Linked DNA regions of Lactuca sativa: region 1 is linked to region 2. The links are chromatin contacts, called in public Hi-C maps. All regions are on one chromosome and are shown on one strand. Each heading gives the region's core, a stretch centred on a gene start, on an enhancer-like site or on the middle of the called end of the contact. The rest is flanking DNA. Distances are from core to core; before and after follow the strand shown.

What was found. Hi-C and Micro-C count contacts between places; a contact is called where the count stands out from the background.
Region 1: a contact with region 2 is called in a Hi-C map of seed, with 2.6 times the contacts expected there. The contact joins the promoter of LOC111879888 here to the promoter of LOC111880315 in region 2. A contact is called at or near these places in 2 of 4 Hi-C or Micro-C datasets (leaf and seed).

Annotation. Positions count from the first base shown.
Region 1 is chr4:15,891,956-15,897,581 of Lsat_Salinas_v11, forward strand. It overlaps LOC111879888 (protein BCCIP homolog), which reads left to right and starts at 2,064. Exons shown (of 9, transcript XM_042900842.2): 1 at 2,064-2,376; 2 at 3,384-3,543; 3 at 3,623-3,726; 4 at 3,816-4,040; 5 at 4,134-4,343; 6 at 5,023-5,079; 7 at 5,167-5,256; 8 at 5,353-5,409. The coding sequence starts at 3,402.
Region 2 is chr4:15,752,178-15,758,282 of Lsat_Salinas_v11, forward strand. It overlaps LOC111880315, which reads left to right and starts at 1,787. Exons shown (of 3, transcript XM_023876738.1): 1 at 1,787-1,935; 2 at 2,069-2,366; 3 at 2,516-3,022. The coding sequence starts at 1,787. The coding sequence ends at 3,022.

The DNA of each region.
Region 1 (5,626 bases), core at 814-3,313, 140 kb after region 2:
ATGGCCTAAAACCCAAGAAGAAGAGGATCTAATGCTAGAATGATCAAGGTAACAACTTGTTACCTTCAAATGGGTGTCCATACGTTGTAGATGCTGGATCTACAGTCTACTTCTCGCTCCAAGCTCCTCAATCTTCAACTTCTTCAACTAAATGCTCCAAAACTCTCTCTTACCCTATCAATCTTAAGGAAACATCAATGAACGGATTATGGTTTCTTCTCTGGATAGTGAAGTGATAAGGGAGGCCACAAGAGGCATATTAAGTCCATTAAATAAGGTCCAAATACTAAAAATTAGGGTTTTCCTTTACAATGCCTACTCGTCGAGTCAGAGCCTTCCGACTCATCGAGTAGGATCTGAATCCCGCGTCCTCATAAATGACTCTACTTAACGAGTTGGAGCTCACTAACTCGCCGAGTCCAAGCACAAAACCCTAAAAAAATAGATAAATTGTATAATACTAGAACATATGTTATAACACAGAGGATCAGATATTGAATCCATGGCCTCAATTTGTAAACAAATATAATTTTCTCCCACTTATTCCACCAAGTATGAATTAATTCTCTTCTATTTACTTGATATGATGATTTATTTCTCAACCGTCTAATAAACATGTGTGTTTTTACAGGATTCAAGTTATGTATGTTGAAGTTGAGTACATATTGGTTGTGCTATGTTTTATGATCAAACACAATGGATAATCGGTGTCAACAAGTTTTAATTTTTATAATTTTATATTTTCACGGTTATATTTATTCCAATTCCAATTCTTATTCTTATTATCTTTTTAAATTGCACATTATGACTTCCATTTTCCATCCACTTCTCATAAGACTAGAAAGCTACTTGGTGAAGTGTTGATCAAGAGATTGCAAGGCAATAGGTTAGGTTACTAGATTATAATATTTATAAATTTGGAATAAAAGATTAAAATTTCATAAATATTGGTAGTTATAAATTTCAGGCTTGTGAAGCTAATAGGTTTCTCACTTGGAGATATTAAATTTACGAATGGTTTCACTCAATGGCTTCAAATCAAAAGTGTAACACCTGTGGAAAGTTTTCGTGTCGGGAGTCCAAATCAGACAATATTGTGATACGTGCCAGAGGGGATGTTACAAAAAAGGTTTATCCCTTTAAGTACTTCAAACCAAAAGGGTTTCACTATGAAATTACATAAATGGTCCCTGATATGTAAATATTATAGTAAATGATTCCTAATCGTTTTTAAAATCCATAACTTTAATACAATTTATCCGTCTAATACATACACGAAAGAACAGAGATTCACATGAGGCTGAATTTAAAAAGGTAGACACACATTTGAAAAATTAGAGTTTTACTCTTTATGTTTATACACAATAAGACATACATAACAACATAGACACACATATAAATACGATCATTAACACATACATACACAAAAACTACACAACTACACACACAACCACATATTCTATAATTTAAAATGGAAAAAATGGTCATATCCACGCATAGCATGCACAACAGTTATAGAAAGTTGAAAGTACATTGCTATTAAAGTCTTTTTTGATATATGTGATTGAAAATGAACTAGCCTTATTTGGTATGATGCTTTTCTTACAGAAATCGTCTTGATTGAAGATATGAAAGCAAAATATTTTTTGCCAATTGGAATGAAAGCTAAAACCGTGTGACTAATATAAAATTTAGATGAAGTTTGACGTATATAGTAGAAATGTAAGATTATGTAATTTTGATTTTTTTTAGGATTCATTAAAATTTTGAGACTGCAACATCTATTTCTACTTTATTTTGTTTTTAAGCATCGTACTTTCAAAATCAACCATTTATAGTGTTCTGCTTTTATGACCCACCAAACATCAACAAAAAATTCTGACCCGTACAACGCACGTATCTTTTTACCAGTTACATTCTAATTATGGGTTAAAGATTTTATAAAAAAAAAGATTTTTTTAAATATAGGCCTTCGGTTTAGCTACAAAAAAGATTTCATCTCTAAACTATTAAAAGTACCGCTGAACCATTAAAAGCCTCAATTTTTATCTTCGAATTGGTCGGAGATTAGATATGTGCGGAACGATTCATTTATTTATGTGAAAATCTCTGTTTTACCCTAATCTAAAAAACGCCTCCAACAGTCCAACAGCTACTTCCTCCCTCTTTATTTTCCCATCCGCCGGCCACCAGAGAAGTGCTCCTCCCTCCGTCGACTCGTGCAGCGCCGCCGGAGATATACTCCTCCAGTTAATCTTAACCGGCGGTACCTTCTTCCTCCGTACCTGGTGCCACCGCCGTCCTTGCCGTCTTTCGCTTCCCTCGAGCTTTCAAGGAAAAATCCTTCGTCCGTCGACACACAGTTGGTTCTAGAAGGTACAAATTCCGTTCAATTTTGCTAAAATAATTTGATTGTTCAGACCAATAGACATTTCTTTGTACAAGATTAAGGAAGCAGTTGATTCTCTACGAACCCACCGTCACTTTTATCAACAGTCGTCTTCTTGATTTGTACGAAGAACTTTTGGATGCAGAGAACGTGTTCGATAAATTGCCCCAATTAGATGTCTTCACTTACAATGCCATGTTAATAACTTTTGGATGCACATATGAAACACATAAACTTTTTATAGAGGGCAAATAGGTGTCTTCACTTACAGGGCACAGATGAAGCAAATAAACTTTTGGATGTCTATACTTACAATGGCATGATAAATTGCCCCAACTAGATGTCTTCACTTACAGGGCAAATAAATGAAGCACATAAACTTTTTTTATAGAAGTTGAGGGCAATAATGTCATTTATTGGATAATGGGTTTATTCCCAGTCAAGGGACTTTCATGTTTGCCCAATCCATATCATCTGTAACTTCTCTTCATGAACCATTTGAACATATTGTTCACATCTCACATCTGTAATGAATGATCACAATTGTATGTTAGCATAGGATAGTTTAAAAGTTATTGAAGGTGATGTTGAGTGGTTCAGTTTTTTGGTTCTTGAATCTCATTTGATTAGTTTCGTGCCTCTAAAACTTGATTTTTTGAGATTAGATAACTTTGATAGAAGGTAAACTGGTAGATTTTGAATAATTTATACATTGCATTGATCTTTATATACGTAATTTATAAATGTTGTAGATTTTGAGTAAGTAATATGCATTTCAAAGTTGTTTTTATTAGAAGGGTAAAATGGTAAGTTTTCTTAATCAGCAGATCCGTTTTGGGTTAAATTTTGGAATATGATTATAACTGTAAATACTTGTGATGTTTTCATGTGTTTACATTATACAAATTAGAGTATTTATGATATCATTTTACATGTCTATGAGTATCTTATACTTTATAAATATTACAATCTTTATATTTATGAATTTTTCTAGGATTCCTTATTAATTATAATGCCACGAAAGCCAACAAGAAGAACTCATTTACAAAAGCCTCAACATGCTTTCTCTCGCTTGGGTCGTTCCATGGCCTTAATTTTCTCTGCACGAAAGGCCAAACAACAAAATGACATAAAAGCCCCTTTCAACTCAACAGGCATGATCTCTCTCTCCTAAGGGCAAAATGGTCATTTTTGTTCATGGATTGTGAAAGCTAAAATTTTAAGTGTTTACAGGTAGAAAAAAGGAGAAACATGATATCATAGAATCAAATAGAGAAGTGTCATGTTCTTCTTCAGAAAATGAAGATTCTTCTTCAGAAGATGAAGATGACTTTGAGGTATTTATTTATTTATTCACATTTCGCCCTTCTAATAAGTTGAAATTTTTATTTCTACTTTTTATTAAAATTATGATTTTCTTTTTAAGGGAGCTGTTCAAGTAGATTTTGTCTTCTTTGACCCAAAGCCTGATGATTTCCATGGAGTAAAGGTCTTGATGCAGACTTACCTTGATAATAAAGAATGGGATTTGACCAGTTTTGTTGACTTAATATTGCAACAAACTTCAGTGGGATCAGTTGTTAAAATAGAAGATGATGAAGATGAATCAGTTTATGGCTTTGTTTCTGCTTTAAATTTACAAAGATATAAGGTAAAAATATTCTTCATTTATCTCAAGATTCACATTCCACTTTTTTTTTTTTTTTTGAAATATGATTGAATATATGGTGGTTGTTTAATCCAGGATTGTAAATGCATGATGGAAGTGAAAGAGTTTTTGTTATCAAAGTGTCAAGAAAAAGAAATAAAAGAAAATTTAAAATCATTTTTAGGGGAGAAAGCAGCTGATGTTGGTCTTTTGATCTCACAACGTGTTGTAAATCTCCCTCCTCAGCTTCTCCCATCATTGTATGATGCTATTTTTAATGAAATCTCTTGGGCTACAGAAGATGAGGTTAGATGATCACTTTACTATAAACTTTTCTCCCAAGGGTAAAATGGTCATTTACTCACATTCAGACAGTTTATCAAAATAGAAACAGATTTTGTTTATACAACATTTACTCTAGATATTGTGTATACAAATACATATTCTAGACAGACCTCATCTCAACAACACTCTAAACAGAAGGGTAGAATGGTCATTTGTTCTCATTCAGACATTTCATTCAGTCGAAAAAAAGAAACAGACTTTGTGTGTACAACAGATACTCTTTGAGTTTAGACAGACATCATTTACCCACCTCAACATCACTCTAAATAGAAGGGTAAAATAGTCATTTACTCACATTCAAACAGTTTACTCAGTCCAAAAAAGAAAGACTTTGTATATACAACACATATTCTATACATGTGCATCATTTACTGACATCACTCTAACTAGAAGGGTAGAATGGTCATTTACTCACATTCAGACAATTTATTCGGTCCAAAAGCGGAACATAATTTGTGTATACAACACATACTTTAGACATGCATGATGCATCATTTACTCACCTCAGCATCAATCTAAACAGAAGGGCAGAATGGTCTTTTACTCATATGGATAACTAGAATTATTTCTAATTTAATACCTTCTTATCTTTTTGATTATGAAATATCAATTTTTAATTTTTGTTTTATAGCCTACACAGGAGCTTAGAAAGTTTTTCTGCTTCAAGTATTATTTATTGATCAGCAAAATTTATAAGGTATTGTGTATATATATATGAGTGTTCTTTTGGTTTATATTTTGAATTATAATTTATTTATTTATTATTTTATTGTCTGACTTTTAGCTTAAGAATGCTGACAAGAAAAAGAAGGGAAGCAGCTCAAGTGAAGAGGCTATAATTTACTTGAAGCCAGAAGATGAAATATTTCATAATGTACCCTTCTCTTTTTCTAATTATTTATTTAATTTTTTTTTTAGCTTGAGGAATTCTGATTTATTTATTTATTTTTTATTTTTATAAATCCATCAGCTAAGTGCATGGTCCTTCTGCTTTCCCTTGCGCACCCAACAGGTCACCACCAATGAGGTAAGTTTTATTAAAATAAAAATCAAGTTATTTAAATATATATAAATAATTTATATTAATACTTTTTTAGTTTTATTTAAAAAACTTAAAGTCGTTTCTGTTTGATTAAAACCTACGAACAGTGTTAACTGTTAAGTTAAAACGACATAATTTGAAGTTCAAAAAAATAAAAAGTAAAAATAGAAATTCTTTATATATTAAAATAATTTTAAAAGTA
Region 2 (6,105 bases), core at 537-3,036:
GTTACACAGAATGTAGCAGGAAGTTGATACAGGAACCAAACTTGTACCTCGGAACACAACACCGAGGGTGCAGGATAGCGAGTGCGAGAACCGGATGGAAGGAAAAGACATCACGTTCTCTCTCCCGATTTCATTAACCGATTTTTTTTTCTTTTTTCTTTCAAACGGTTTTATTTCAATATATATATATATATATATATATATATATATATATATATATATATATATATATATATATATATAGGGTGAGCAAAAACCGCACCGCAACCAAAATTAACCGCATAAACCGCAACCGCAATAAAAATCGATGGTGAGGTTTTCTGTTTTTCAAAAACTGCAAATTTGCGGTGCGGTGCGGTTATTAGTTTCCAGAAACCGCAAAAAAACCACACCGCATATATTATATACAATTTTTTTTTATCAATTATTAATTTATTAAATATTAAAAATAAGACATGTTTCATGAATGAAAGACGGATAAAATACTAGAAGACAAAAGTGTTGGTTTTTTCTTATGTTTAACTTTATAAAAAGGATGAAATTAGACAATTTTAAGATATTTATTGTTAATTACTATTGATTTGACGTTTTTAAGATATTAGTTGTTTGTGGTTTAAGTTAAATACTTAATTGTCTTATACATTATGGTTTTTTTTATTATTATTACAAGTAATATGTTTGAACTCTTAAAACTATTTGAGCTCTAAATTGTGGTTAAAAACCGCACCAAATCCATGCGGTTAATAACCGCAACATAGAAAAAACAAAACCGCACCGCAAAAATAACCGTCTAACCGCACCGCAAAAATAACCACACCATGCGGTTTTGAAAATGGATTAACCGCATTTGCGGTTAGTGGTGAGGTTTTGGCTAATAACCGCATCGAACCACACCACGCTCACCTCTAATATATACACCAAACCGGTCCAACTTTATCACACAATTATTTTTATTAACAAAATAATGAACTTGAAAAATAATGAAAAATGATTATTTTCTGTTTTGGTGGGAACACATCCTCGAGTCTAAGTATTCTAGCAAAACTATTATTAAATTATATAAAAATTTACTCGTGGTTTCTTTTATAAAAAGTAAAATATAATAAACAATCGAAAATCAAAAGTTTTGTATTTTAAAAAATATGAACCCCAACTTATCTAGTTTTATTCATTATTGATCATCGTATGCATTCGATTATAATTAATAAAAAATACCTTGTCTCTTAAATAATAATTTACATATTCTCTCAAGTAATCATAACGTTGTATTAAAATATGTCTAATATTACCAAATCATTAACAAAGTTTTTTTTGGTGCATATAACTCTATAAACCAAAATTCTCAATTTAAGTCTATTAGAGTAATCGGTACGAGCCAAACGAGATGTAACGCCGGTGACGTGGCGTATGGCGACGACGTCTTAACAGGGGGAACACGGCCCCCCTGTTCGTTGCAACTCGTCGAGATTGGATCTCGTTGGTGTCACGACCAGATGAAACGAAGAAAATGTTGTCGTTTGCAAACGTTTTAATTGCAACGGGTTTAAAAAAAGTAACTATTAAAAAAAATAATTTACCCTATAAATACCTACCATTTTATAAAAAAAATTCACGCACTTTCTCTTCTCCTTTCTACATACTTTCAATTATCTTCAAAAAAAAAAATATGGATCCTTTCGGCTCGTCCGATGATTCAGATGACGATATTTTCTTTAGGATGATGTATCATTATTACACTACCGACCTGCTACAACCAGACCCAGCCCCGCTACTAACAAGACGTGCAATGTTAAACAGAAATCGCGAGGAAGGACACGAACATCTATACCGCGATTACTTTGCGGATAATTGTGTATACGGGGCGAAGGACTTCAAAAGAAGATTTCGTTTGAGTAGGAATGTGTTCTTACGAATCACCAACGCCTTGCAAAGCCGGTATCGTTTGTTTACTATACTTTTATACAAAATAAATAAAAATGTGCTACATGTTTCTTTAATTTTACAACATATGCAATATATTTTTAAACGGTAGTTAATTTATGTTTATGTACGAATTTTTCCAATTAAGATATGATGCTAGAGGTAGACAAGGGTTTACAACGTTGCAGAAATATGCTGCGGGCATTCGTTTGATGGCTATGAGGGAGTTACCTGACACCATGGACGACTATATGAGAATGTCCGAAAGAACCGCAAGAGAGAGTTTGTATACATTGTCAAGGGGTGTTGTTGAAACTTTTGGAGACGTGTATTTGCGGAAACCTTCGTTGCATGATTTGCAAGAATTGTATGCGACGCATGAAGAACGCCATGAGTTTCCCGGAATGATAGGAAGCATTGTTGCACACACTGGAAATGGAAAAATTGTCCGGTAGCATGGAAAGGGCAATGCGCAAGTGGTCATCACGGATCACCTTTGTTGGTGTTAGAGGCTGTCGCTTCTCAAGATTTATGGATTTGACATGCATTTTTTGCGGTTGCGGGTTCCAACAACGACGTCAACGTTCTTGATCAGTCGCCAATATTCAACGATCTTTTGAATGGAAAAGCCTTGGATGCTCCTTTCACGGTGAATGGAAACGAATACAAATATGGGTATTACCTTACAGATGGAATATATCCTCAGTATTCCACATTCGTGAAGGCATTCTGCCACCCGGTTGAAGAACGAGACAATTTTTTTAAGAGAAGACAAGAAGGATCACGTAAGGATGTGGAACGTGCTTTTGGAGTGCTGAAGGCGAAGTGGCATATAGTCGAACATGCAGCACGACCATCGGATTTAGAAACTCTACGATATATCATGTATGCATGTATCATAATACATAACATGGTAGTAGAAGATAAAGGGCGAAATATTGCACACTATATCCCAACGAAGCCCAGACACGTTCAGTTTCAACCAGGAACAACAGATTATTTGCATCGCGTTGTTGAAATTCAGGACGCAACTAAACACAAACAACTTCGAGAGGACTTAGCGGATTATATATTCTATGGTAACAATAACGATAACGGATAGCGTTGTATTTTTTATTTTTATTTTTTAATTTGGATGTTATTTCTTTTTTTTTTGTTTTTGGATATTATGTGTAACTTAGTCTTTATGTTAATTTTAATCTTTAAAAATTTTTAATTGTTATTTATAATTTTTAAACATTATGTTTTATTTATTATTTATATTTAAAAAATATTTGTCTAAATTTAAAAAAAAAATCGAATTAAATAAAAAATAAATTATAAAATGGAAAAAAAATTTGGTGTCATAACAAGATACAACATGTTGCCCATTTCTCCATTTGGTGGTATAACACCATTGATGATGTGACATGTGATGTGGCACCAAAATGGTGTTACATCTAGTTGTCCACACCTTATGGTCTTACAGTATTTTTTTTTTCAAAAAGGTTAATTATGGGTTACATAGAATCGAAAAACTATTTAAATGAATGAATTATTATTATTATATAAAAAATTACTCGTAATTTCTTTTTATAAAAACTAAAAATATAATAAATAATCGAAAATCAAAAGTTTTTTATATTAAAAAATATGAAACGCAACTTATCTAGTTTTAATGTTTTATTCTTTGTTGATCATCATATGCATTCGATTATAATTAATAAAAAAATACCTTGTCCCTTGAATAATAATTTACATATTATCTCAAGTAATCATCACATTGTATTAAAATATGTCTAATTGACACCTAGGATTTGATTATGCAAGTTTAGAAAGCCTTGCAAATAGAGGACATGTTCTTTTTATTATATATTCACATTAGAAAATTTCTAATGCCTACACACAAATATATATATATATTTTAAGATATTTAAAACATTTTTTAGTTTTTAATGGGAACATTTTAAAAAAATATATATATTAATATTATAATAATTAACTTTATGTTTATTTATTATTGAATAAATGTTTATATATATATATATATATATATATATATATATATATATATATATATATATATATATATATATATATGAGTTAGATTATTTTGTTTTCACTATCTATTGTGTATATTATGATTGATTCTGGACCAATCATATTTACTTATTTTAATAAAGTAATTAATGCATATTCCATGTTGAAGATATAATGGATATTAATTACATCTTCAGCATTTAATATGAATTAATTACTTTCTTAAAATAACTAAAATGATTGGTCCAGAATCAATTATACATGCACACAATAGATAGTGAAAACATTTGAACCTAACTCTCTCTCTGTCTCTCTCTCTCTCTCTCTCTCTCTATATATATATATATATATATATATATATATATATATATATATATATATATATATATATATATATAAAGTAATTGTTGATCTGGCAGTGGGATCATTTTTGAAAGACGAATGTTATTGTAATAATGTGAATAGTCATTGTAAAGTTGATGTAACACAGTTAAAAGATTAGTAGCATTGTATTTATATGGATGGTCTAATATGACCAAATCATTGACAATGTTTTTTTGGCGCATATAAATGCCCAACTTTAGAACCAAAAATCTCAATTTGAGTCTATTATATTGATTTTTTTCAAAAATGTTAATTATGGGTTACGTAGAATGGAAAAACTATGTAAATAAAGAGTTGTTATTATTATTATTATAATTAAATATGTCGATCATTGGAAAGAATGTCCCTACCATTTTATGTCTTATATGCGAGTTGGGGTTGAGCAACTTGAACATTTGTTTGTGAAATGTGAGTTTGCACCTAGGATTTGAAATATGATTTTTTACTGATCGGATATCCTTCAAAAGCAATTAATTTCGGTTGTGGAAGTGTTTTTATTCGTGGGTCACTTGCTTATCTCCTCTAAAAGGTCTTGGCGGATGTAGTCATTTCTACTACAATTTGGTATATCTAGAGATTTATAAACGATATAGTCTTTGTGAAAATGTAACAACTTTATTTACTAAAATAAAAGAAGAATAAAGTATAGGAAATAATTGTAGACCAATATAGAAGACTATGAATCTGAATTTCTAAATAACAAACCTAAAAACCGGTGACGAAGAATCTCTACTTAAGATAATGAACAAACTTTTCAATATTCTACTCAATGAATACAAACCTATTCAATTATACGATTAATAGGGCACAACTTCGTAATAGAGAAGTTCATAACACTTTAAAATTAATTTGATTGAACATATATTTAAATTTTTTGGAGTTGATGAATAATTATATAGTTTGCATATAATAGGAGTCGAAATGAGCCATTTTTCTCAATAGAAACGTTTCTGACCTCGCGTCCCCAACATTCCGAGTTTCCGACCATTTTAACGAAGTGCTACGACATCAGAGAACCCGACGAAATGAAGTATTCAACGTCGGAGTTCTGCCCGCGACTTTCCAAACTTTTTCCAGAAACTCTTGTAAGCTAAGTTGCACTTCCTACAATTTTAAGTGCAACTTATATTTATATTCATAGTTGTTATATAAACCTATAAATAAGATTTATCGGTAATTCCAATCAAAATACTGATCGATCTACTTACGGGTGTGATGTATAGGCTTGATCTAGTGATGTGTTTAAAGTGAATTTTCCAAACACTATATTTTGTATACCAAATAGATCCTACATTGATATGATCTTACAAGGTTATTCCTTATTTTATAGAACTCAATATTTCTTTTTGAAAGTTTCGGAAATGATTAAAATAACCTTATAAATATGAACGAATACTAAAGTATAGTAATATTTGTATTTAGGTCGTTTGGAAAGGGAAAACTGAAGTGTTAGTATAGGAGCTAACTTTCCTATTAATCTTCCACCTCAATTAGGTGAGCGCGTAGTTACTTTCATGAGTACAATTTAATATAATTATTGAATACTTAAAAGATTAAATATATGTTAAAAGTTGGTTATTTGTATTTTATGTTGATAATTTACTTTATATGTGAATTAAATGTCTATTATTTGGAATATGATTATATAAGTGTTAAAAGTATATATAGTTATACACATGACAATCTTTTTACAAGTATTATTATTTACAAATTTAAGGTATAGCGAATACTTACCGGTTAAATTATATGTTGAATATTGTAACATCCCTAAAATTCAACAAA